2 separate regions of the Macaca mulatta genome follow, and region 1 is linked to region 2. The links are chromatin contacts, called in public Hi-C maps. All regions are on one chromosome and are shown on one strand. The core of a region is the stretch at or near the end of the contact, and the rest is flanking DNA. Distances in the headings are between cores, read along the strand shown.

Region 1 (5,336 bases), core at 2,516-5,015, 160 kb after region 2:
TTTTTAATTTTTTTTTTTTTTTAGAGAAGGGGTCTCACTATGTTGTCCAGGCTGGTCTAGAACTCCTGGCCTCAAGCAATCCTCCTGCCCTGGCCTCCCAAAGTGCTGGGATTACAAGCATGAGCCACTGTGCCTGGCCCAACACTCATCCTACTTGAGAAGAAGACTATGACAAATCAGCACATGCCCTAGTTTGAGGGATCACAAACTTCTCCCTTAAGTTCCTCTTGGATTCTGGGGGCCCAGTGGGGGCTGGGCATATCCCAGCAGGGAGCAGAGGCTGGCATAGTCCACCGCATTCCCTGTATCCCTAACAGAGGGTTGGGGACTCAATCCCCTGGCTTGGTCAGGATCCTAAGAGGTGGTACATAGGTCTAGATGCCAGACCTGCAATGAGGGCTTTCTCCCTAGAACTATAGCAGCTTGCGATTTCACCACCCATGGTATAACCCTATCATCCCCGGGCAGGTGAGGTCATTGCTGCTGGAGCAATGTGACATCATCAGAGCAAAGTAATGTCAATCACCTAAGGGAGTGAGGGAGTGAAGGATAGAAGGATGTGAGGGGAGGATATAGGATGGAGCAGAGAGTAGTGTATGGGAAATGGGTGGGCAGAGGAGCAAGCCAAGGAGGGACACCAGACAAACAGGGAAGCAGGGAGACAGTGGCAGGGGTGCCTCAGAATCAAGGCTGGAGGACTTGGGAGATGTTGGGTTGGGGGTGGGACTCACATTATTGGCCTTCATGCCTCCCTGGCCCCGGCGGCCAAAGTGGCCGGTCAGTCGGTGTAGGACAGTACGGCTCCGTCTTCTGGCAGACCGAAATTTCCAGGTGGCTCCCCTTCTACCAAGGGAGTTTTCTGTTGGGAAGAAAGGTGCAGAGATATGTTGGGGTACATCCCATGCGGTTGGGTGGGCGAGGGCTTCTGACCATTCACACTGCCCATCCAGACTTGCCGTTACCATGATTACTGTCCCTGCGGCCTCCTTGGGGGCCAAGTCCTGGGCTTCCACTCTGAGTGATATCCTTGAAGGAAAAGAGGAACAGCACGACCTCCCCCATCTCATTCTTGATGGGCATCATGTCCAGGAGGCACCAAAAGGCCGAGCCTGTAGGCATGGAGAGAGGGAGGGAGGAGCATGGGCAGCCCCGTGGCATGCCTTTCTCCTCATCCCCCTCATCCTCCTATACATAGTTAAGAGCTTGGCAAAGCAAGAGCCGAAAGGAACCTCAGAGATTCTGTCAGGCGTCTCCTTCATCTTTCAGATAGGGGAACCCAGGACCAGAGAGGTCAGGGAGATGCGCCGTCACAGTCAGCTTGTGGCAGTGTAGGGACAAGCACTCAGACTCCTACGGTGCCCAGTGCCCTCTGGATAAGGCTAGAGGTCTAGGCAGGGCTGCAGGGTGGGGTGGGCCCCCTCACCATCCTTGCGGTAGAAGCAGATTTCAGTGCGGTGCTCCTGGTGGCCCTCCAGGGCTTTGTGCAGACGCTGCAGGGCTGGCTCGCTGGTCTCTGGGCCATAGAGGAAACGGCAGCTGCAGGTCTTCTGCATGACTTCAGTGCGACCGTAGCCCGTGAGCTCGCAGAAGCCGTCAGAGCAGTAGACGATGGGAAAGCCCCGTGGGCCCTGTGCGTTGGCTAGCAGGAAGTTGCTGTCTGTGGGAAGAAGAGGTCAAGGTCAGGTCAAGGCTGGGAGGCGAGCTATCTTCCAGGTGGACAGCACCTCCCTTAAGTTGGGGTTAGAAGTCACAGAGCCAGAAGCTTCCCAGGTCTCCATGTTGCTCCCGACCCCACTTTGGGATTTTCTGAATTGAGAATAGGAGAAGGTAGAGCAAAGAGACAAGAACTTAAGACAGGACTTAAGCAGGGTCTAATGGGGAGTTGGAGAAGGACCCCAGGAGGTCATGCCATCCACCCCCCTGCCTTCCAACTGGTGAGCGGTCACTGTAGAAGGCAGCATAGCATGGTGAGTAAGAGCCTGGGCTCCTGCAACCCTCCACTGCCACTTACTGACTGTGTGACTTTGGGCAAGTTGATGACCTCTTCTGTGCCTGAGCTTTCCTTATTTGCAAAGTTGGGTATCATAGGCCTTCCTCACATGGTCGTTGTCAGAGTTACATGAGCTAACTTGGGGAGAACAAGTCCTAGCACATAGTAAGTGCTACTCTGAGAAGGTGAAATTGTTCCCCCACATTCGCTCGGCTTTCTTCCTATTATAGAGTAAGCAGGGCAGAGTTTCTGATGACACCACACCCATTTTATTGATAGGAAACCAAAAGGCAGAGATTATCCAAACTCACAGATCTCCTTAGTGTGGGGGCAGACAGTGATGAGTGGTGTCCTCTTTCCCTGCCTTCCAGGAAAGGTCCACTTTTTAGCATTCTTGTAGCTGCTTTCAGGGGATCTGCCCCAGTGCTCAAAGTCTAACGGGAAAGGGCATTGAGCATATAGCTCCAGCACCCTCCAGCAGCAGAACCCGAGCTGTCTTCCTCCAGCTCCAATGCGGGGGAGGCCAGGGGTCTCCTGTGGGCCATTCAGGGACAGAGACTCAGCTAAGAGATGGGGCCTGTGACACAACCAGTCCTGGTACTCTAGGAGGGATGACTGTCTGGGGGCAGGGAGGCTAATGGGGACACTGAAGGTGCCTGGGAGGCACTGGGCTCTGGGCACTGCCTCCTTCTTCCATCCCAGGGCCTGTTGCCCCGGTGATGGGCGCTATGGAAACAAGGGGGGGGGGGGAAGCGGGTAGGGCCCCGCGGCTCAGTTTCCGCCCTCGGGTACCGCTCCCTCACCCTCCAGATCCCGGCCAGGGTTCCCGAGGGAATGGCAGGGTTGGGGGAGGTGAGGACGGGGAATCTCTGGGCTCCAGAGTGGGAAGAGGGAATGGCGGGAGAAGAGGCGGGGAAGGAGTGATGCGGCTGTCCAAGGTGCTGAACCTGAAACCCAAGCTGCGTAGGGCGAGCCGGGAGTTCCTACCATCGCACAGACCGCTCCCCTCCTCCTGCCTCACCCACCTTAGACACTGACGCCCCATGATTTGGGGGCGCGCTACGTCAATCCAAACTAGGTCCTGCTGAAGTCTGATCTTTTCTCCTTTTTTTCTGGAGGTAGTGGGAGCTGGAGTCCCCAGAACGCCCGGCCACTTTGTCCCACTTCTGTGTCTCGGATACCCCCATACACGCCCCCAGCACAGCTCTGCCCGAGAGTGGGCGGCTCCCAAGGCCCCTCCTCCGCTCTGCCGCACAAAGAGCCTCTTCTGCCTCTAGTCACACCCCCTAACCTTGGACCCCGTGCTCTCGGCCCTTTCCCCTCCTCCCCTCGCAGGGCACTCCCCGCCCTGTTCCTGCATCGCGGCTTTGGGAGTTCCTAGACCCTTAACTCCATTCTTTCCTCTAGCCTCGGGTCTCACCACGTCCAGGAGACCCGAGACGGCCTCGAGGAGACTTGGCCCCCAGCTTGAACACCAAGCCCCGACCTCCGTCCCACTCACGCGTTCCGTCAAAACGGGTGGCGATGGTGTCCAGGAAGGTGTTTTGCGGGGCCAGCAACCCCTTCATGACCGGCATGGCCCCGGGGCGTGGGTTCAAGGCGCGCCGCTGGGTAGCTTTCAGCGCGGCCGGGCCGGAGGGGGCACGCTGCCGGAGGGGCCGGGGCGCCCCATGCGCCCGCCTGCCTCCTCCCCTCCCTCTTACTGCCGCTGCCGCTGTGGCCGCCTCTGCTCCGAACCCCGTAGCTCTCGGCTCCGCTCAGCGCCGCTTCGGTCCCCCCCAACCTCCCCACGGGCCAGGTTCTTCCCCTCGGGTTCGGCCCGCACCCGCCACGTGGCCCCACACGGGGAGGGGCCGCTAGCGACACCTGCACCCCTCTGGGCAGCCCTCCTCCCAGAGGGGAGCGGCCCACGCGTGTCTCTCGGGGAGAGAATTCGGGGCACGCCCACCGGGAGGGGAGGCCTGAAATGATGGGCGGGTCTTGCATAACAGACTCGCCCTCTTCCAGGGTGGCCACGCCCCCACACGTGGTTCCCTGGCTGCTCCCTGTGGCTCCACCTCGCGGGTTTTCCCGCGCGCCGTCCACGCTGGGCTGGTGTCTGGTTCACAGTGCCGCCTGCTGGAGTTGAGATATTTCGCAGCACCCCCAGGCCAGTAGCTCCAGTGTGAGATAGCAAGGGTTAAGAGGCTAGTTTGCTGGTAGAGAACGGATGATGAGAAGGCTTGAAACCCCAACTCTAGAAAGCACCACCAACTCTTGCCTCCTTCCTCAGTTTTCCCAAGACACCCTGGCGAACTCTGCCTACTGAGCACACAGCATGGTGGAATGAAAAGAGCTTTGGAGTCCACCAGGTAGAGTTCCAGCTCTAGCCACTAATCGTTTGATAGCCTCTCCAAGCCCCACTTTCCTCATCTGTAAAATGGAGCTGATAATTCTTACCTGATGCAGTTACCGTGAGAATGTAATACCGTAATGCATGTCGTTGGGACAAAATAAGTGCCTTGGAGGGCAGTTGCCTCCCTGTTTTCCCTCTTCCTACTGTCTTAATCCTCCTCTCTGCTGCCCTTCAACTGGAAGAGAGGCTGGAGGCAAGTTTGGGAGAAACTACCTCTGAAAAAGATAGTTTTGAGGTGGGCAGAGTAGGTTGGCAAATCTCCAAGGGTGCACAGGTGAACTTTGATCTCTGATTTCTCCAGGATGGAACCGGTACAGCAGCAAGAGGGACCAAAGTGAGACTAGACACAGGACTTTCTCACTACCTATGCAGAAAATTGAGGCAGCTGAGTTCTGTGGCTGAGGCTGGCTGCTTCCCACGACAAAACAGCTGAAGCCAGTGAACGTGGGAACCCCAATGGGCAAGGAGGGCAGGCTAAATTCTCCCCACCCTCTGAGCTAGGTATTATCTGGGATGTTAGATTGCTAAGAAGGGCTGCATTTTTCTGTGTTCTACTTTTGTTGTTGTTATTGTTGTTCTTGCTGTTTTTGAGATGGAGTCTTGCTCTGTCGCCCAAGTGGGAGTGCAGTGGCGTGATCTCAGCTCACTGTAACCTCTGCCTCCTGGGTTCAAGCAATTCTCCTGCTTCAGCCTCCCTAGTAGCTGGGATCACAGGCGTGCATTTCAATGCCCGGCTAATTTTTGTATTTTTAGTAGAGATGGGGTTTTGCCATGTTGGCCAGGCTGGTCTTGAACTCCTGACCTCAAGTGATCCGCCCACCTCAGCCTCCCAAAGTGCTGGGATCACACGCATGAACCACCAAGCTCAGCCTGTGTCTCTACTTTTGGATGTTTTATTAGTTTCCTAGGAATGCCATAACAAAGTACCACAAAGTGGGTGGCTCAAACAAC
Region 2 (5,665 bases), core at 1,327-3,826:
ATTTGCATTCTGCAATCAACGACTTTTTTTCTTGAGATGGAATCTCACTCTGTCACCCAGGCTGGAGTGCAATGGCACGATCTCAGTTCACTGCAACCTCCACCTCCTGAGTTCAAGCAATTCTCCTGCCTCAGCCTCCTGTGTAACTGGGATTACATGTGCGTGCCATCACGCCCAGCTAATTTTTGTATTTTTAATAGAGACAGGGTTCTGCCACGTTGGCCACGCTGGTCTCAAACGCCTGACCCCAGCTGACCCACCTGCCTCGGCCTCCCAAAGTGCTGGGATTACAGGCTACTTAAGTAATAAGGTAGTTTACCTTATTTTGTTGTACTGCTATAAAATACCATGTTTTGTGTGATGTGGTCACATTACAGCATAACCTATTTTATTATGCGTCTTCAGGTTCATTTACTCCAATTTTATGATAGAATATCCTCTAAGGCTGTGATTGAAGAAATGTATTTGCTTTAGATAGGAGGTTTTGAAATGAAGTCCAAAATAGGGACACTCTACATCAGAGATTGACAATGAGTAGGATGAATTTTTTAAATTACCTATGGCCAGCCTGGTGCAGTGGCTCACGCCTGTAATCCCAGCATTTTGGGAGGCCGAGGCAGGAGGATCACGAGGTCAGGAGATGGAGACCATCCTGGCTAACACGGTGAAACCTCGTCTCTACTAAAAATAAAAATAAATAAAAAAAAATTAAAAAAAAAAATTAGCCGGGCATGGTGGGCACCTGTAGTCCCAGCTACTGGGGAGGCTGAGGCAGGAGAATGGTGTGAACCCAGGAGGCGGAGCTTGCAGTGAGCTGAGATCATGCCACCACACTCCAGCCTGGGCGACAGAGCGAGACTCCGTCTCAAAAAATTAAAAATAAATAAATAAATAAATTACCTATGGCCAAATCCCTATTTATAATATAAAGAAACACTGAACTCTTTCCAAATCCAAGTAACTCTCTACAATTAATTAAGCTCTGTCTGCACTGGGAGAAATTTTGTTTCCCATTGCAGCTCTTTAATGATGTATAAGGGTTGATGATGCTTAACTTTAAATATCTAGAAAGAAGCAGGAACAACATGAAAGCTCAAAATTAAGAACAGAGACTGGACTCTGGTGTCCTGGCTTCTCTGATATCCCAGGGACCTATTACACTTTGTCAGGCCCCCCAGCTCCCAACAGATCAGGAACTTGAGACACTGGCTGTGGTAACAACCTTCAAGCTTGATAACTATTCATGGCCTCCGTTCTTATATTTCTAACTCATCAGATAGTAAAAATCTCAGAATCCTGATTTCAGATCTCATGAACTAATTCTACATCACCACCTCAAATTACCCAGCCTGAAGACATAACGGGCTTGGTATGAAAATATAAAGTATGTGGGAATAAGACTGAGGGCACTGTAGGCATCTTGAACAAAAGGGTCAGATTAACCTGCAGCTGATAAGGAAAGGGCTCCAAACTTCTAGAACCTTCTTGTCAATTCTGCTTTAGTATTAGAACACGTATGACTACCCACAACTCTGTCCCAACCCCATTTCCAATAATCTGGCCTGTTGCCAGAATCTAGAGCGTTCTCGAAAACCACTCACTCAGCAGCTCCCTTGGCTAGTCCGACTGGCAGTCTCGAACCACTGCGGCTGCTTCGGTGTGCCAACAGCGCCCAAGCAGTTGCCCTCTTCCTTGGTGCTTAACTTAAGAAAGAACAGTGCTGGGAAGGATAAAGATCACCCAGGAAGGATAGGGGAAGAGGAGTCTGACACAGAGAACACGAGATAAGCCCCTCGCTCTTCCCTTTTTCTCTATCATCCTTGACTTCTGGGATAACCGGGGGCAACCAGGTCAATTATGGAGACACACAATCACCTCGAACCCAGACTAGTGATCGAAAAGGAAAACGGGGGGAGGAGAGCAAAGGTTTTAGAGATGGAAAGTGCAGACAGGCAACAATGCACAGAAGTTAACGAGAAGGAGGGAGTCAGGGGCGATGTAAGGAAGTCGTCATCGACGCCGCGCCGCCCCCCCCCCCTCGCACCAGACCTCCGAAATTGCCCTCCGAGACTCGGGCTCTCCTATAAGGACGATCGTCCTCTCAGCTGGAGAAGAAGGCCATGCCTCAGCTCCTTCGCCAGGCGGAAGCGGGAGAGGAAGGCCGACCCCCAAGAGCGCCCCTTCAGGGGGTCCATCCGGCCTTGATCTCAGATTGGGGGGGGGTTTGCGTAGGGCGGGGCATCGCCTCAACAGCTGGGGGCTGCATCATGGCAGGAACGGGTTTCCCTGAGCCACGGAGCTGCAGCTTGCCTCCTCTACTACCCTGCTACCCGGTTACCTCTTCGCCTCTTCGTCGTCGAGCAGCTCTGGCTCGGTCGCCGCCATTACCACATCGCACTCCGCGGCAGCCGCCATCTTACCGCCGGGACCAGAGAGCTGGGTGGGAGGCCGGCGGTGAAGAGCACTTCCGGTTGGAGCATAGAGCAGCTCAGCGGCGCCTCGCCCAGAAGGGCTCCCTCGGGCTCGTCTACCAGAGAGAGGCTCCGCTTGGGGCCAGAGCGGCCTCCCGTCCCCGGATGTCCAGGGTGGTCTCCGCGCCGGGGCGGGAGCCCAGGGACTGTGCCTGTGCGTAGGCGGCGCCACTTTACCCGTGGATGGGAATGGAGGTGTACGGGTGGTAGCCTCTCTAGGGCTTGATTGGTTTCAGTATTCCAAGAGCCTCGTTGCCATAGCAACTTCCAATCCTAGAGAGTCTTCCTTAAAGGCTCCGTGGAGTCTGGGTTGGGTGGGGACCAGGTGACCCAAGACTGTAGGGAAAGAGTCCCCACTGCTACCTTTCCGACCTTGGAGTGTGTTCACAGCTTCTTCCCGGGAAAGGCAAGAGCCACTCTGAGCCCAGTTCCCCCAGCTTTCATCGTTCTCTGGAAGCCCTACCCAATCAAGCCAGGGGAACGTAGGGCGTCTTCATCCTGCGCCTTTCATCCACTCCGGATCTCCAAACACCAACTGGTTCATCACCCTAATGACGCTGACCCTTTTACGAGGCTGCTTTCATGTCAGCCGCCTGGGAGTGCCATCTCAGCATTAAGCCTAGGAAAGCTGACACATGGCGCCCCAGACCCTGCCCTGGAGTTTATAAGGAAGCTCGCTGGGTGAGGTCCCTGCTCTTGTGTCCCCATTACTCCTACCTCTTATATAAACTCTCTACTCATCACGCTTGTCTTGCCGAATGCGGTCTGGATTGAGAACTCACAGGGGACAAGGGCACAGTTTAATTGTCTTGTTATTCCCTCACCCAAGCCACTATTTGTGGAGCTGAATTGAATTGGAGCTTTCTGGGGTTAAATTGGAGGCGTATTAGGAGTAGCTTTACAATGTAAAGCTAAGAGTAGCTAAAATGAGAAGAGGGCAAAGGAATTTTTAAAAGGATTTACCTGTTTCTTCCAGGAAAACAGCATGTGCCAATGCTCCTACCCTGCCTATCCCAGTGTGGAGGGAACTGAAACCACAGCGACCACTGAGTAGGGAGGGATAGGACAAGCTTACTAGGTTGGAAAGGAGGGGTCATTCGTTGAGCCAATCACTCAATAGCCCTTTCCAAAACGCCTACTTTGTGCTAGGTTGTGAGGGCACAAGACTTACAGACCACCTGCCCTGCCTGTCAGTGGCTCATAGTCCAGTCTAATGCTAGCCAACCTGTCTCACCATCTTCCCACTTTATGTTCTAAGGCAACTCATTTATTCCCACAGCTTTACTTCCATCTGTTGATGACTCTCAACTCTACATATCTCCAACCTAGACCTTTCTTCAGCTTCCACAGCTGCATATCCAACTATCTACTGGATATCTCTTGTATGTTTCACAAATCCCCAAAGCTTACCATATTTAAACTTAACTTTTCATTGTCTACCTACACCTGAACAACAGAAAAAACAAATGCTGGATGTAATTATTATCTTTCCTAAATTCCATATCTTGTTAAATGGATTAAACCATCCTCACTCTTGGCTTCCAATTTGTTGCTCAGTTTTGTTGATTCTCTTACCAAATATTTCCCAAATCCATCTCCGTTTTTCCATCCCGATTCAGGCACTCATCATATTTTTAAATCTTGGAATAGGCTGGGCATGGTGGCATGCATCTGTAGTCCCAGCTACTTGGGAGGCTGAGGCAGGAGGATCACTTGAGCACAGGAGTTAGAGGCTACAGTGAGCTATGAGCACACCAGTGTACTCCAGCATGGAGAAAAGAGTAAGACCCTGTCCCTAAAAACAAAAAACGGCAACAACAAAGCAACAGAAAAAAAAAAAAACAAAAAAAAAACTTGGAATACAGCAATAGTCTCCTAATCGGTCCCTAATTTCATCTCTGTCCAGTCTTGCCTCTTCTGCCAGAGTGACCTTCTTCAGGGACTGATCATGTCACTTCATTGGCAATGGCTTTCCATTGCCGTCAGTTTGATCTCTTTGGCCTACCACACAAAGCCTTTGATTATCTGTTTCTTTTATTTTTTTTTAATGATTTAATTTGAGTACCAGTATTTAGGTCCTTTCTACCACCAATATTGAACCCAAGTTCTCATAGTTCCAGAAAATGCCATGACTTGTAGCCATGTTTCCTCCACCCTAGGACACCCTTTCCCCCAAGCTCTTCAGTGTCTGCTGACTCAAAGTTAAATGCCATTTTGCTGTGCCCCACAGCACCTCAGTAATTGTTAGACATCTAGCTTCTCTAGACCGTGAGTTCTGATGGGCAGCCACCGTATCTAACTCGTCCACTTTCTCTCAGTATATGGCCCTGCACATGGCACAGACAGAGAAGATGCTCAGAAAACATTCGACGGATGAATGATTGAGTAAACGAAGAGTTACTGTACCCTGATCGCCTTTAGAGGGAGAACATTTGGGCCTCAGAGACACCAGGACAACCAGCGGCCCGCGTCCAGGGAGTCTAGAACCTTGGGTTCCCGCACACACCCAGGCCAGGTCGTGGCCGTCATTCCCCCGCCGACCTCTGGGGGAGCTGCGCGGTCCGCACCCGTTCTCCGCTGCCGGAATTCGTCTTGTCTGACGGAAGCTGGGGAGAGGGCAGGCGGCGGGGGCGGGGCCCGGCAGAGCCTACACCGACCCGGGAGGAAGACAATCCTGTGCGGCGGCGCTGCCCCTCCCCTGGTCCCCGCGCGCTCCAAGGGCCTGGCTTGGTGCTGCGGGGCCCCCGGGAGGTACGGAGCTGGGAGGCGAGGCTCGTCCGGCGCTAGGATCGGCCTCCGCCCCTGGGCCGCTTTAGGTGGCTGGTCTCTGCCTCTCATTCATATGGGGGCTCCCCCGTGGGAAAATCTGTGGCGGAGGCCCCTCTGGCCCACTCTTATGGTGTCTTTTATTGTAGGTCTCAGTATATGGAGAGGGGGTCTGTGTCAGGAGCTTCCCCTGGAGAGGTTTCTGTTTGGGACAGTCTTTGGGAGTGATCTATTTCTGCTCTCTTTGGGGGATCTTTGTCTGGAGCTCTTGGGGCGGGGGCGGGGGGGCTTGTGTTTGGAAGTTTGCCTTCGGGGAGATACCTGTCTGGGACCTCTTAGGGTTTCTTTTTTTTTTTTTTTTTTGAGACGGAGTCTTGCTCTGTCGCCCGGGCTGGAGTGCCGTGGCCGGATCTCAGCTCACTGCAAGC

The links. Hi-C and Micro-C count contacts between places; a contact is called where the count stands out from the background.
Region 1: a Hi-C map of CD4 T cells shows a contact between it and region 2, with 7 times the contacts expected there. The contact joins the promoter of KCNH4 here to the promoter of NKIRAS2 in region 2. A contact is called at or near these places in 2 of 14 Hi-C or Micro-C datasets (CD4 T cells and liver).

Annotation. Positions count from the first base shown.
Region 1 is chr16:66,518,451-66,523,786 of T2T-MMU8v2.0, forward strand. KCNH4 (potassium voltage-gated channel subfamily H member 4) reads right to left here and starts at 3,766. Exons shown (of 17, transcript XM_077971658.1): 1 at 3,492-3,766; 2 at 1,424-1,657; 3 at 963-1,109; 4 at 732-859. The coding sequence starts at 3,567.
Region 2 is chr16:66,357,093-66,362,757 of T2T-MMU8v2.0, forward strand. NKIRAS2 (NFKB inhibitor interacting Ras like 2) reads left to right here and starts at 2,577. Exons shown (of 4, transcript NM_001194812.2): 1 at 2,577-2,625. It overlaps DNAJC7 (DnaJ heat shock protein family (Hsp40) member C7), which reads right to left and starts at 2,439. Exons shown (of 14, transcript NM_001261251.1): 1 at 2,339-2,439. The coding sequence starts at 2,415. LOC144335717 (a long non-coding RNA gene) reads left to right here. Exons shown (of 2, transcript XR_013406839.1): 1 at 1-278; 2 at 1,719-2,434.